Linked DNA regions of Mus musculus: all the other regions are linked to region 3. Evidence: chromatin contacts called from public Hi-C and HiChIP or PLAC-seq data. All regions are on one chromosome and are shown on one strand. The core of a region is the stretch at or near the end of the contact, and the rest is flanking DNA. Distances in the headings are between cores, read along the strand shown. Region 1 overlaps Anks1 (ankyrin repeat and SAM domain containing 1). Region 2 overlaps Anks1 (ankyrin repeat and SAM domain containing 1). Region 3 holds the start of Pacsin1 (protein kinase C and casein kinase substrate in neurons 1). Region 4 holds the start of Scube3 (signal peptide, CUB domain, EGF-like 3).

Region 1 (3,057 bases), core at 534-3,033, 370 kb after region 3:
TGAGGCAACAACAACAAATGAGGCAAACGAAAGTAGTTCACACATGTGGCTGCAGCGAGTGTTCCAAGCAAGTCACATTCTCCTTGTAAACTCTCCTTCTCCCACCTCGCCCAGGCTTTGGGTGTCTGCTGGCTGCCCTGCTGCTGGGGAGGTTCATACACACCTTATGATACTGACTGCACGTGGCATTTGGTCCTAGTTCTCCTCTGAGCACCTGTCTTGGGTTGAGATCTCCCAAAGCAGAAATTAAGTGCAAACTGCCTCTTTGGAGGTGACTTCAGTGGGTGCTGGTGGGAGCTGAGGAGAGGGACATCCTGGGCTGCAGGGCACAGACCTTCTTAAACTCTGAGGTGCAGCTAGAGCTGAAGATTGCAGCGTGAGCTGCTCCCCTGCTGGGAGGCAGGACAGGTCACTGATACTCAAGGCTGCCACTCCCAGGAGCTACAGGGCTTACAGTTGCCAGCGCTGAATGCGAGAGGCTATGGGGAACCCCTCAGCGACCTGCTTCCCCGTGCGGCCTCTGCCGTCCTGTGTGCCGCCCCTGGGGTCTTCAGAGCATGGACACTGCTCTGTGCAGAGGAAGGCTTGCTGCAGGCAGCACAGGGGCTGAGGTAGCCTGGGAGCAGGAGGGGCTGTGTGCTGTGAGGACAGACGGGCCCTCAGAGTCAGCCAGGGAGAATGGGCTTCTGTGAGTAAAGACGCAGAATTGAGTGGAGGAAACAGCTGACAACAGGTCCCTTTTCTCAGGACCCATGAAGGGAGAGAGGCCCTGGGTGACAGTGACAGTGGGGTCAGAGGCCCTGGGTGACATTCAGGTAGATGCAGAGCAGGTACTTCAGCAGATTCTCATCACCAGGTCTGTTTCCCCTAAGCTCAGGCCAAACCCGTGTCAACAACGATGGTTGTCATGCCACCCGATTGGGAGGGAAAGGAGACCGGCTCAGGATGGGGGCAGGACCCCAGCACTGTGCGTGCCTGCCAGGCTGAGGAAGATGGAGACTTCCTTCCAACTCGAGCAGCTGGGCCACAGAAGGAGAGAACTGAGGCTCTGTTATGTCTGACCTCGCCAGTGTTTGGGCTCGGTTGGCCTTTCTTTATAAAAAGAAAGGCACAGTCGAGTCAACATTTTCCTCGTCTAAATGTTTTACTTTGGAATAGTTGTATATTCACAGGAAGTTACAGAAATAGTTCTAAGTGGTCCTGTGTTTGGTACCATTCCCTAGTTTCTGGCTGTGGGGTAATATTGCATAGCGGATACAAACCCACCATAGCAGCATCCTGCTCCAAGCGCTGGATCTCCAGAGGTCTCCCTCAGCCAGCCTGTGCCGTGAAAAGCCCATACTCCTAACATTCCATTCCTCCAGTTAACTGGAGACATGGTGGGTCTCGGCAGACTACAGGGTCATTGTCTCCCAGGTGAGCTGGGGCACACTGGGCCCTGGCTGGAGGCCCCTGTGTTAGAGACAGGTGTGTTCTTCATCTGTTTTGGAGCCTAGAGAAGCCCCTCTCAAGGGCTCTCCTCCCAGCCTGTGGATACCATATCCCCTTGGCAAAGGCCGACCTCAGTGCCACACACTTTCTCCACCTTAGAGGCCAGACTCTAGCATCTGAGTTACAGGGACACTATCCAGGGCACCTTCACCAAGGACAGCTTCATATCTGCCACTCCTCACAGAGTGGGGGAGCGCAGAGTTGGCGAAGGCAGGAAGCAAGGCTGAGGCAGTGTCCTGCCTGGCTCGGTTATTTCTGAGTTACCTTTGGATTTCTGTCTGCTGCACTGACTGACCTAGAGACTCACAGGGCCCCTGCCCCGCCCCTGTAGGAGGGAGCCTGCACCAGCCATTCTCTATTGCTCCCACTTCTGGGAGAGTCTAGAAGTTCCATGCGTCACAGTTTTGACTAGAGCTGTCTTGTTTATTTTCACCCCTTTAGGAGCATATTTGAGAGTATGATGTGTGCAAATAGCCTGAGCCCAGAGTATAGGGAACTCTTTCAGCCTACACACACACCCTGACAGCCCACTCACAGACATGCACAGGGGCGTCTCAGAAGCCACCGCAGTTAAGAGCAGAGCTGGGAAACCCAGACTAGGCCCTGGGCCAGACCTCTCTGGGATCCTTTGTCTGTGTTTAACCCAACAGGCACCTGCCCCAGTCTTCCCTCCATTCCTGTTGCCCAGAGCTCGGGAAGGAGCAACAGACCTGGCTGTGGTTTTGCCGCATCTGACTGAAAGAAGCATGCAGTCCCCTTCTGAGTCTTTATTGATTATTGTAACAGGAGTGGGAGACACCGAGATTGGCAGAAGTCCAATGAGTAACCAGAAGCGTGTGCTTATAAAATTAGGAGGAGTACTAAGGTCTTACTGTCCTGGGTCTTACTCCGGCGTTAATAAGCCGGGTCTTTCTTGGCTCCTCTGGCAGACAGCCTCTCAGAGGTGGAAGCACCCACTCCTTGTCTGAAGAGCCTAGACACACAGAGACCCGGCCTTGGCACTGAGCCATGCTTAGAGAACCACTGGGCTTGGCAGGGCTGCTGAGGCTGGCCAGCATTTGCAGCAGATAGGTGAGGCAGCCTAAAGAACTCCCTGCACAAAGGTGTCAGACTAGCTAGGTGGCAAGGCATCTTTCCTGCCCTTCCATGGCTCCCACCGTGCAGCTCCGTGACCATGAGCCCCACAGGGGTCTCAGAGCCTTTCTAGGGTTCTGTTCATGTGCTTGTCTGCGTGCTTCTTTGATAATGGGGAACTTACCCCGCTGTCCCATGTGGCTCCCCACACACAGAGCGGCCAGTGCATCTGGGTTTCTGTGTTCCCCATACAGGAATGTGCTCTCCTGGCCTCTGTCCTGTGGCCTCCCATTCCCTCCCCAGTCAAATGACCTCTGACCCTGAGCTGCAGCCCAGGAGCACTGGAGACAAACATTTTGCTCCTGTACTCCTAGGAACCCTGTGTTCTGTAGAAACATTGGTAGAGCCCGTATCACTTTATTTAGGGTAGTGGTGGTGGTGTAAGGAACAGGGGCAGGGCGTTTGGGTGGCGGGGTGGACATCGGTTCCTGC
Region 2 (2,879 bases), core at 156-2,655, 320 kb after region 3:
AGGCGGGGCACTGCGCACAGAGAGAAGCAGACAGCACAGTGTGGGCAGAGGCCAGGTTTCTCTTCTGTGAACCATGATGCTCCATTTCTACCCCCAGCCCCAGAGAAGTCTTAGACAGAAGTGAATTTCACCTTCTCTCCTGGAGGCCCTTCCTGTGGAGGGCTCTAGCACACAAGCCATGCTGGGACTGTGATGGGCCCACTCAGGACAGCAGAGCACACAGACACTGGCACCTCACGGTGTCCACCCTGGTGAACCCAGGAGATGGAAGGCCTCTTAAGTCTGAGGAGGCCATCAGAACTTGAGTGGGAAGGTGGTGTGAGAGCTTCCTGGAGAAACTGGGCTCCGGGGAGCAGGGAGTCATCAGTGGACTGACGCCCGAGGCTCAGCGCAGCACAGGCAGAAGTCGTGGGGCACGAAGTGGGTTTGCCCAGATGCAGAAGAACAGAAACCAGGGGGACAGGAAAAATAGTGTGCAGAGTGGGAAGCAGAGTCCAAAGGGGAAGAGCTGCATGGGTGTGGCCTAGTAAGCCCGAGCCATGAACCCCTCATTTTACATTGTAATGAGCAAGGAATGGGCCCACCCCACCTTGCAGGATTCTGTTACTTGTCCAGTTTGTGGTCAAGCTGAAGGCCCACCATGCAGGGTCCACCGTGAGAGCTTGCTCCAGCGTTGACCTTTTCTCAATTTGGAGCATGAACACTGTGTCTTTTCTAAAACAACCCTAAAGGTAACATCCAGGGCCAGGATGATGGGTCAGCAGATAAAGCACTGGCTGCGTCCCAGGTGACCTGAGTTTGATCCCTCAGACCCACATGGTAGATGTAGAGAAATGGCTTCCAAAGATTATCTTCTGGCTTCTGCGTGTATGCACACAAAGAAAAAAAAATACATTGAGAACCCTCTCTAGTAGTCGGGAAAGTCTGAATTAATGAACCCTCAACTCTAAGTTTGTTAGCCAGGCTCCTCCCCAGGCCCTGTCTGTGTCCACGGGGCGGCTTTTCATTGGCTTGTGTGCCTGGGGATAATTACACGTGTGTGTCCGCCTCATTAGCAGTGTCGACTCTCTGTGTGTCTGACTCTCTGTGTGTCTGACGTCTGTGACATTGATTTTGCTCTGTCCTCTTTTAGCTCCCACATCCAAGGCATTGGAGTAGGTAGCGAAGGGACATCACCTGTCTGGTGTAACCGCCTTCATGTAAATTCTACCCCTGCATGCTAAATAAGTATCCCAAGGTGGGGAGTAATGCACAGTTCAGACAAGGGGTCCAGACATTTTCAAAGTTACAGGACATAGATGGATTATCAAGAAAGGGAGGTGAGTCACTGGTCACGGTGAGTCAGCCACCTAGCAGCCACATGCTAGCTGTGGGCATTAGAGGGAGAAGCCCGGGCAGTGACCTCAGAGGAGGCTAGCCATCGAGAGGCGGGGTCAGAAAGCAGTTTGCGGTACACACATGGGAAGACCCATGAGCTCATGGATGGCTTTTGCTTTCTAGGGATGTGGTCGAGGTCCTTCTGAGGAACGACGCGCTGACCAACGTTGCTGACTCGAAAGGCTGCTACCCGCTGCACTTGGCAGCGTGGAAAGGAGACGCCCAGATAGTACGTCTGCTCATCCAGCAAGGGCCCTCACACACCAGAGTCAACGAACAGGTCGGGAGAGTGAGAGTGTCCTCCCTGTGCACGCCCTGGCCTCATGCACTTAGGGTTCCTCTGCTCCCTAGACATGACCCTCCCTCCCTCATCAGGAGGAGTGGGGGGCCGTGTTCTGGAGGCTGCATCTTGTTTGTCTGTTTTTTGTTTTCAAGACAGAGTTTCTCTGTACAGCCCTGGCTGTCCTGGAACTTACTCTTAGACCAGGCTGGCCTTGAACCCAACAGATCCACCTGCCTCTGCCTCCCAAGTGCTGGGATTAAAGGCATGCGCCACCTTGTCCAGCAGGAGGATACATTTTTGTGCAGTTGACTCATGAAGATTTGTACTAAAATTTCATACACATGCATACACACACACAGACTCACAGTATAAAAGTTGATGCAAATCTTTTGAAATTATGTAGAGTGAGTTTTAAACAGGAGAGATTACATAATTATAATTTCTGCTTATGCCATCAACATGCAGTGAGCACAGCTTGCCAGCATTAGTCAGTGCTGTGTGAGCAATCCTGTTACTTTACAGACATCACAATGCGCAGAACTGAAAGAATTTGTCCTGATGCTGAAAAAAATCCTCCAGATGCAGGTCAGAGTGATCCAGTGGTATGGAGATCACTTCCTGTGTCCTCCAACACCACTCTGAGGGCAAGCATGTGCTAAAAAGGAGAGAAGAGAACCGCCCCAAACCTCACAAGGCCTCTGCAGTTGAGTGCTCTTGGATAGCCTCTCTGTTCCCTGGAGACATGTTCAGTGACAAAGTCTCCTAGGATGTCCATATCCGGCTTTGGCCCTGCTGCTTTGGCTGCACTAAGCTGCTCCTGAGTGAGTGCAGGGCTGTCCCCCTCAGGACACAGCCCCAGGGGGCTGTTCCTCTCTGTAGAGTAGATGAGGTTCATCCTCAGAACTTGGGACACCACCTGGCAAGTCTACTCACTAGCAAGGCCCACACAGGTTTCCACTGAGCTACCAGAGGGAAACCACCTGGGTCCCAGAGGCCTCCATTTGGAGACTGGGTGTAGGCAGTGGTCAGTCAGTCCTGTATTCCTGCACGGGTGGGCTTCCAGGTAGGTGAGCAGCAGGTGCTCAGACTGTCAGCGAGGATGCCTGTGTGCCGGGGTGGCGGTGGTCTTAGACTTGCCTTCCTAGAGCCTAAGTGTGATTCTCCTGATTGAAACTGCAGCCTTCTCTCTGAAAAAAGCACACAGAGAAGCTTGCTTGGA
Region 3 (3,067 bases), core at 555-3,054:
CACAGCCTTGCCTGGGGCTGATGGTAAACTCCAGGTTGGGGTGCGGGGAAATAGGAATCAGGGTGCTCAGGCAGGCCTGGAGGGTGGGCCTCATCAGCCCCAGGCTACTGTATCAGCCACCTGTCTAACCTGGATTTCAGCTCTCCTTCAGCACCAGGAGAAAACCTTTCCGGACAGCTCTGCCCAGAGCTCTCAACCTTCCGTGGAACACCAGCCACTGTGGTGGTTAATCTGGACTTGATTGGATCCGGAAAGAAGTAAGAGACTCCGGGTAAGCGTGGAGGGAGTGGAGGGCGTTTCAGGGAGGAACTGACTGAGGGGAAAAGAGACTCTCCCGTGGTGAGACGTGCCTCCTTGGGGTGGCGTGACGTAAGAAGTTGGGGGGTGGGGCACCGTACCCTTGCCTTGCCCACCTTGGCTTCATGCTGGTGAATGCATCTGCTCTGCTGCTGCTGCGGCCGCTGCAACCAGAACCCCACGTTTCAACCTTCCAAAGTCCCCTGAAGGCCTCTGATGACTCCGGGGCCTCTTCAGGAATCCTCCATGCATTCAGTGCCACACTGGGACTCCTGAGGAACCCGGTGTCCTGGGACAGCTTCGGGATTCTCAGCCTGTCCTGCATGCAGACGCTTGTATTGTTTAAGCCGATCTGATAAGCCCCTTCGTAAAGTAAGAGTCATCCATTCTATCCCTCGGTTCCCTGACTAATAATACTTGACTGTCTGGTCCTACCCTAGATGAGATGCTGCCTGGTGATGTCTTAGTGATGTCTTCTTCTATGCTCTAATAATATAGCTTGAGGACTAGAAAGATGGCTCAGCGGTTAAGAGCACTGACTGCTCTTCCGAAGGTCCTGAGTTCAAATCCCAGCAACCACATGATGGCTCACAACCATCATGCACCTATAACGGGATCTGATGCCTTCTTCTGGTGTATCTGAAGACAGCTACAGTGTACTTATACAAATAAATAAATCTTAAAAACAAAACAACAATATAGCTTGAAACTGTCCATGGAATTCTTAGCAAATGAACGAACACTGTATGCAGGCATTCCTCTGGGCTCCTGAACTGGTGAACTTCAGAGCTCACGGTTAGCCTCACCACCAGGGGTTCAGGAAGACTTCCTTCTTCGAACCCTGTGAACATCCAGGTCTCTCAAGGTAGGGAGGGGCAGAGGTGGGCAGTTTTCGCCTCCTGGTCTTCCTTCTCTGGTTTGTGTCACACTCTGGACACATTGAATGAATCCTCTGCTCTTCTGAGTCAGGCCCCACTCCCTGGGGCAACAGTCCGGCTCCTGGAAGCAGTTAGAATACAAGGCAGCAGCTGTGTGTCACCGTTTGGATCCCCAAGTCCCAGAGAACCTCCAAAAAGGCCTCCAGCTAGCTTTGCTGACAGCCAGCTGAGGTGAACTGGCCTGAGGATCCACACAGGCCTTCTTGGCAGAGCTGAGTGTGGGAGTGGGCCGTGGGATAGGGCAGAGGAGAGCATCCTTACTATTTGGCCAATCTTAAGTATCCTGTTCTCCATGAACCCGACACACACGGATAGGGAGGGGGTCATCACACCAGGGTTATACAGCAAACCCCTATCATGCGTGAACCCCCGCATGAGAAGCAGGTATTAGGAGCGCGCAGGAATCAAACACACCGAGCTGGGGAGCAGGCGGCCGGGCGGGCGCGGCCTCCGGGTACCGCGGTGCTGCCACCTGCGCAGCCACCGCGTCGCCATTGGCTCACGGAGAAGCCGCTCTAATCCGCGCCGCCTCCGCCCCCGCGCGGCGCTGCGCTCGGCGGAGTCTCTGACCTTCCTCCTTCCCGCAGCCCCAGAGAGACGCGCGGCGGTCGCGCCAGCCTTCTCCTCCTCCTTTTCCTCCTCCTCCCCCGGGAAGCCGGCCGGGCTTGAGGCTGGGCCGCCGCCGCCGCCCGCTTTGCCACCCGCCCCGCTGATGGTGTCCGGTGCTCCGGCGCCCAGGTAGGGGCTCTAGAGCGTGGAGAGAGCGCGGGTTTGGGGGTGGGGGTGGGGTAGTGTTGGGGGTTCGGGGAGTCCAGGGCTTCAGTGCGTGATGCAGATGCTCAGTATATGATGGCGTTGAATACAGCCGAGGGCAGGTATCTGGGGAGAGGTAGGCGCGCGCCCCCGGATGCTCTTGGCTTGACCCAGCCAGTGCCAGAATGACCCCTTGAGGATGCTAAGGGGGAGGCCTTTACCCTGGGGAAAGGGGAAGAAGCATGATCGTTGGGAAGCTGGGGCTGCCCCCCCCCCCCGGTGTTGTATGTTTTTCTGGGGCCAGCTGGGATGGGTGGGCCGATGCCAGCTTGGTGCGTATGTTATTTCTGGATCAGAGTGGGCTGGGGAGAAGCACAGGCGGCGATGTCTGGTTTAGATTACAGGTACTTCCTTCTTTGCTTCCGACCCCTCCCCCCACCAGCTGGGGGTGGGAGGTGGAAGGAAAGAGGAGGTGGCGATGCTGAGGGCCCCCGCAGATGCTGCAGAATCCTCTCTGCGCCAGCCACACCGCCTTCTCCCTCCACCAACCTCAGCCCATTTGGTCACGGTTGGGGCGCTCTCCCGGTTGTGTTCACCTTTGAGGAGGCTGTGGAAAGGTTAAAGGGTCATTAATGTGTCTGCGACACAGTGGCAAACCCCAGAGCTTGGCTAGACTCAGCTTCAAACCCCCGATTTTTAAGTTCCAGCCTTGCCCCCACCCCCACCTCCCCCAAGCACAGCTCTGCAGCCTGGGGGAACTTAAACATGAGGCACCTTCTTTTTCTAGGCACAACCAGAAATAGCCCATTGTCAGGGGCCCCAGCACAGCTGGGGTGCAGATTGCCAGTGGTCTGGGAAGCTCTGCCCGCAGCCTGGTTTTCTTATCAGATGTTTGCCCGTTACTCAGATCACTCTTTCTAAGCAGCTTCCTGACTCCCCAGGGGAGAGGTCACCTCTGGCCCCATGTTCTTGAACCCTGTCAACCCGGAGGTTACTTATGTCTGGCCTGTCCCCCTCTAGACCAAAGGGCCTTCAGGCTAAGAATCTGACTTGTCTCTGACATTGTCAGTGTCTGAGAA
Region 4 (3,234 bases), core at 599-3,098, 490 kb after region 3:
TTCCCTCCCCACCTTGGGGCTTCTCTGCTCTCTCCAGTTCTCCCCAGGCACTGTCTGGCTACCCTCAATTCATCCCCCCCCACCCTTGTTTGGGGCAAAGAGAATGACAAGTTTGAACTTGTTCTCCAGCTTCCACATAATTGGTGGCAGCAGGCAAGGCTGCTCCAGAGGGAGGGGTTTACCAGAGGAATGGGGGAGGAAGGAATCTCAGGAGTGACAGGGCTGGGAGGGACCGTGTAGGGGGGTCATCTGACCAACCTTTCTGTGGCCTCCACTCCATTCCCATGACCTGTGTGTTCACCTCGCCCGCGCCATCTCTCGCATTGTACAAGGGGCCTCGAGGGTTCCTCTTCCTGGCTTTCCAGGGGCAGCGTCCCCTCAGCATCCTCTGGCCCAATAAACCCATCCTCCTTTTCTAGCTGGGGAAACTGAGGTCAATCGAGATGGGACCGGAAGCCAAGAGGCTTCTCAGGAGCTGGAACTGGGAAGTCAAAGCCTCTTTCTCTGTTCGTTCTCTTACCCTTTCATTTAATCCCTGCTAAAGGGAGGGCTCAACTCTTCTCCAGGGTAGGCAGGCGTCTGCTTACAGAGCCCACCCCCACCCCAGCTGAAGCCCGCTGCCAATGCCAAGGGTTTGAGGACTGAGTCATCTTTAGGGAGACCTTGGTCATTGCCCAGTTTTCCTGGGTACCCTGGGATTTTTTTTTTTTTTCCTGCACAAAATTGGCTCTGAAGCAGGCAGGACTCTGAGGCCTGGTACAATTGGCTCAGAGCGACTAAAGGGATAGGGGGAAAGGGGACAGTGTCCAGGACCCAGGGGAACTTGCTCCATCGGCAGAGTGTCTCTACTTTAAACCTAATCTCTGCTGCCAGTGAGGTTAGCACTGGAAGCCGGTTTGGAGAGATTGTACAGAGCCTTTGTGTGTGCCAAAGATGATCGTGGGGTAGCTTCTACCGGTGTGCTGAGCACTAGACAGTGCATATGGGAGCCACGCCGAGAAGGGCGTCTCAGCGGGCTACCTTCAACGCCCACAGAGCCTGCCCTTGGAGCCGGGCAGTTTTAGCCAGGACTCATCTGAGTATGAGGATTGTGTCCAGAGGGTGGGAGTGACTTTAGGGCTAAAGGTTCGGAGGACGTTCCTTGGACCGGAGTCCCAGCCCATCTCTGTTCCGAGGTGCAGCCCTTCCAAGCTTTCTCGACACCTCGCGCCCTCTTTGTCTCCCCGCCGAGGTGCGCGTGCAGACCTTCGCCGTTCGGCCCTCCTGACGTGCGAGCGCGGGGGGCGCACCCTCGGCTCCCCCGCTAGCTCCCCACAGGGAACGAGCGGACGAGCCGGAGCCCCGGTGCTGTTTGGTCTGGAGCGGAGCGGGGGCTTGCATTGATCCATTGATTGTGCGCGGTCTGCGCCTGACCTCCCTGCTCCCGGGGAAGCCGTCTCCATGGAGACCGGGCCCGCTCCCCCAGCGCCGGATTGTAAATTCCTGCAGGCAGCGGCCCGGCAGCCTGGGGAGGGGGCCGCGCGCCCGGGCGCGCAGGGGGAGCGGCCGCCACGCCGAGGCCCCCTTTGAAAGAAAAAAAAAAAAGGGCACGAAAAAGGAGGTGGAGGAGGAGGAGGACGGAGAGGAGAAGCAGGAGGGGCAGTGGGAAGGGGAGGAGGAAGAAAACGAAAAGGAGCAAGGAGAGGAGGAGAAAGAGGAGGAGGAGGAGGAGAAAGGCGAAGAAAAACAGACGGAGCCCGGGAGACGAGAAAGCAAGGGAGGAAGAAAGAGGCAGAAAGGGCGTGTTTAGGCGCTACGTCTCCCCTCCCCTTTCTCAGGTCCCAGCTCCGGCTCTGCGCGCTCGCTCTCAGGCTACAGCTCCCCGCGGGCGAAGCTGGGCGTCGGGTGCGATAGCCCGGGCCGCCCCTCGGGCCGCCGCCCCGCGCCTGCCCGCGTTCCCCACCGCGCGCTCCCCACGCCCAGCCCGGAGCCTCCGCGGGGCGCCTTCCAGTCCCCTCCCCCTCCTCCTCGCGCCCTCCCCGGGGCTGCGACACCCCCGCGGCCCCGCCGCGCGGAGCTCCAGGCCATGGGCTCGGGGCGCGTCCCCGGGCTCTGCCTGCTCCTCCTGCTGGTCCACGCGCGCGCCGCCCAGCATGGCAAAGCTGCGCAAGGTAAGGGAGGCGCGGTGCGGGATTGTGGGGCGGCGGGGCGGCGGGACAGAGGGGCGGCGGGACGGCGGGGCCCGAGCCACCAGGGCAGGTGTCTAGAAGTGCGTGGCTGTCAGGACCCGGCCCTGTGCCCCCCGACTCTTCGGCCAGTGGGGCACAGGGACGCTAGACCTCGGGGCGCTGCGCGACAGGCAATAGCGCCTGGGGAGGGGGGCGGCCAGCAGAAAGGAGCATGCATGCACTTCTGCCGGCTTCCCTGCCACCATCTAGCATCTTCCTCCGAGGTCAGAGAGAATCTTCTCTCAAACATTGCCAGGGACTCCACTTTGGAGCTTGAGACTGAGGGAAGGAAGTTTTCAACTCTGCTATACGCTTCGTAACCTCCTCCCCTGCCCGCATGAGGCAGAGTCAGGCCGAAATTTCGAAGTTACCGTCTTATCAAGTCGAAGGATGTTAAAGAAAAACACCTCTTTCGCGGTGAAACCGACTGCCTGTCACAGAATAGTAGGAGCAGTAGGAGAAAATGTCTGTGACTGCCTTCTGGCACGAACGTTGCGTTTCTGCCTTTGGGGGGGGGGAATCCCTTTCGTCTCGCATGGCTTTCATTTCTTATCATAATATTTATTTATTAAGGCCTGGGGTTTCCAATTCCATTTAAATCCAGGTTAGAATTGCATTAAAATAACAAAGTAAAATTCCAGGCTGGGAGCTCTGACAGATCCCTCTAGGAATTAGAGGGAGACTGGGAGGCCCTCCTGCCCCGGTCCCTGACCCCGCGCTCCTGGGCCAGCCAGTCCCAAGGCTGCGCTGGCAGAAACCAGGCTGGTGTCCCACAGTTCTCTGGGGACAGCCTCCCCTCCCCCCATTGACCTGCTGTACCCCTCCCCCCACGCTGTCCTCACCCAAAAGAGATTTATATGGACAAAAAGAAAATTCCTCTTAGCAAGATTTTGCCTGGGGAGGTAGATTCTGTCTATTGTCCTGGGGGTTCCTGAAGCCAGCCAGGGATGAAGAGGTGTCTGAGTCAGGAGGAAAGTTGAACTTGGGAGTTGAGGAAGTCGTCGAGTTGTCTGGCAGTCAGTCAGTC

The links. A called contact is a pair of places that touch in the nucleus more often than the background predicts. HiChIP or PLAC-seq counts read pairs in DNA pulled down with a chosen protein or histone mark.
Region 1: a FOXA1 HiChIP or PLAC-seq map of pancreatic cancer cells shows a contact between it and region 3. The contact joins the enhancer-like site here to the promoter of Pacsin1 in region 3. A contact is called at or near these places in 2 of 39 promoter capture datasets (cranial neural crest and liver), 2 of 115 datasets of contacts at active chromatin or transcription factors (large pre-B cells and pancreatic cancer cells) and 1 of 9 other capture datasets (embryonic stem cells).
Region 2: an HNF4G HiChIP or PLAC-seq map of pancreatic cancer cells shows a contact between it and region 3. The contact joins the enhancer-like site here to the promoter of Pacsin1 in region 3. A contact is called at or near these places in 1 of 15 datasets of contacts at CTCF or cohesin (embryonic stem cells), 2 of 484 Hi-C or Micro-C datasets (the N1E-115 cell line and bone marrow-derived macrophages) and 1 of 115 datasets of contacts at active chromatin or transcription factors (pancreatic cancer cells).
Region 4: a Hi-C map of pro-B cells shows a contact between it and region 3, with 2.4 times the contacts expected there. The contact joins the promoter of Scube3 here to the promoter of Pacsin1 in region 3. A contact is called at or near these places in 8 of 39 promoter capture datasets (the 3T3-L1 cell line, embryonic stem cells, hematopoietic stem and progenitor cells and 3 more), 3 of 484 Hi-C or Micro-C datasets (embryonic stem cells, pre-B cells and pro-B cells), 2 of 115 datasets of contacts at active chromatin or transcription factors (embryonic stem cells and stem cell-derived neural progenitor cells) and 1 of 9 other capture datasets (macrophages).

What each region holds. Positions count from the first base shown.
Region 1 is chr17:28,023,813-28,026,869 of GRCm38.p6, forward strand. All of the region lies in intron 12 of Anks1 (ankyrin repeat and SAM domain containing 1), which reads left to right. Among named protein-coding and RNA genes, the nearest start is that of Gm35290, 18 kb to the left of the region's middle. Within about 2 kb of position 1,784, at least 73 of the 459 cell types and tissues checked have an H3K27ac peak or open chromatin away from gene starts, as enhancers often do. A contact at or near this core is called in liver and pancreatic cancer cells, where this site is marked.
Region 2 is chr17:27,975,061-27,977,939 of GRCm38.p6, forward strand. Anks1 (ankyrin repeat and SAM domain containing 1) reads left to right here. Exons shown (of 25, transcript NM_181413.4): 3 at 1,501-1,657. Among named protein-coding and RNA genes, the nearest start is that of Gm35290, 31 kb to the right of the region's middle. Within about 2 kb of position 1,406, at least 44 of the 459 cell types and tissues checked have an H3K27ac peak or open chromatin away from gene starts, as enhancers often do. A contact at or near this core is called in bone marrow-derived macrophages and pancreatic cancer cells, where this site is marked.
Region 3 is chr17:27,653,787-27,656,853 of GRCm38.p6, forward strand. It overlaps Pacsin1 (protein kinase C and casein kinase substrate in neurons 1), which reads left to right and starts at 1,805. Exons shown (of 10, transcript NM_011861.3): 1 at 1,805-1,973.
Region 4 is chr17:28,140,461-28,143,694 of GRCm38.p6, forward strand. It overlaps Scube3 (signal peptide, CUB domain, EGF-like 3), which reads left to right and starts at 1,849. Exons shown (of 22, transcript NM_001004366.2): 1 at 1,849-2,150. The coding sequence starts at 2,066.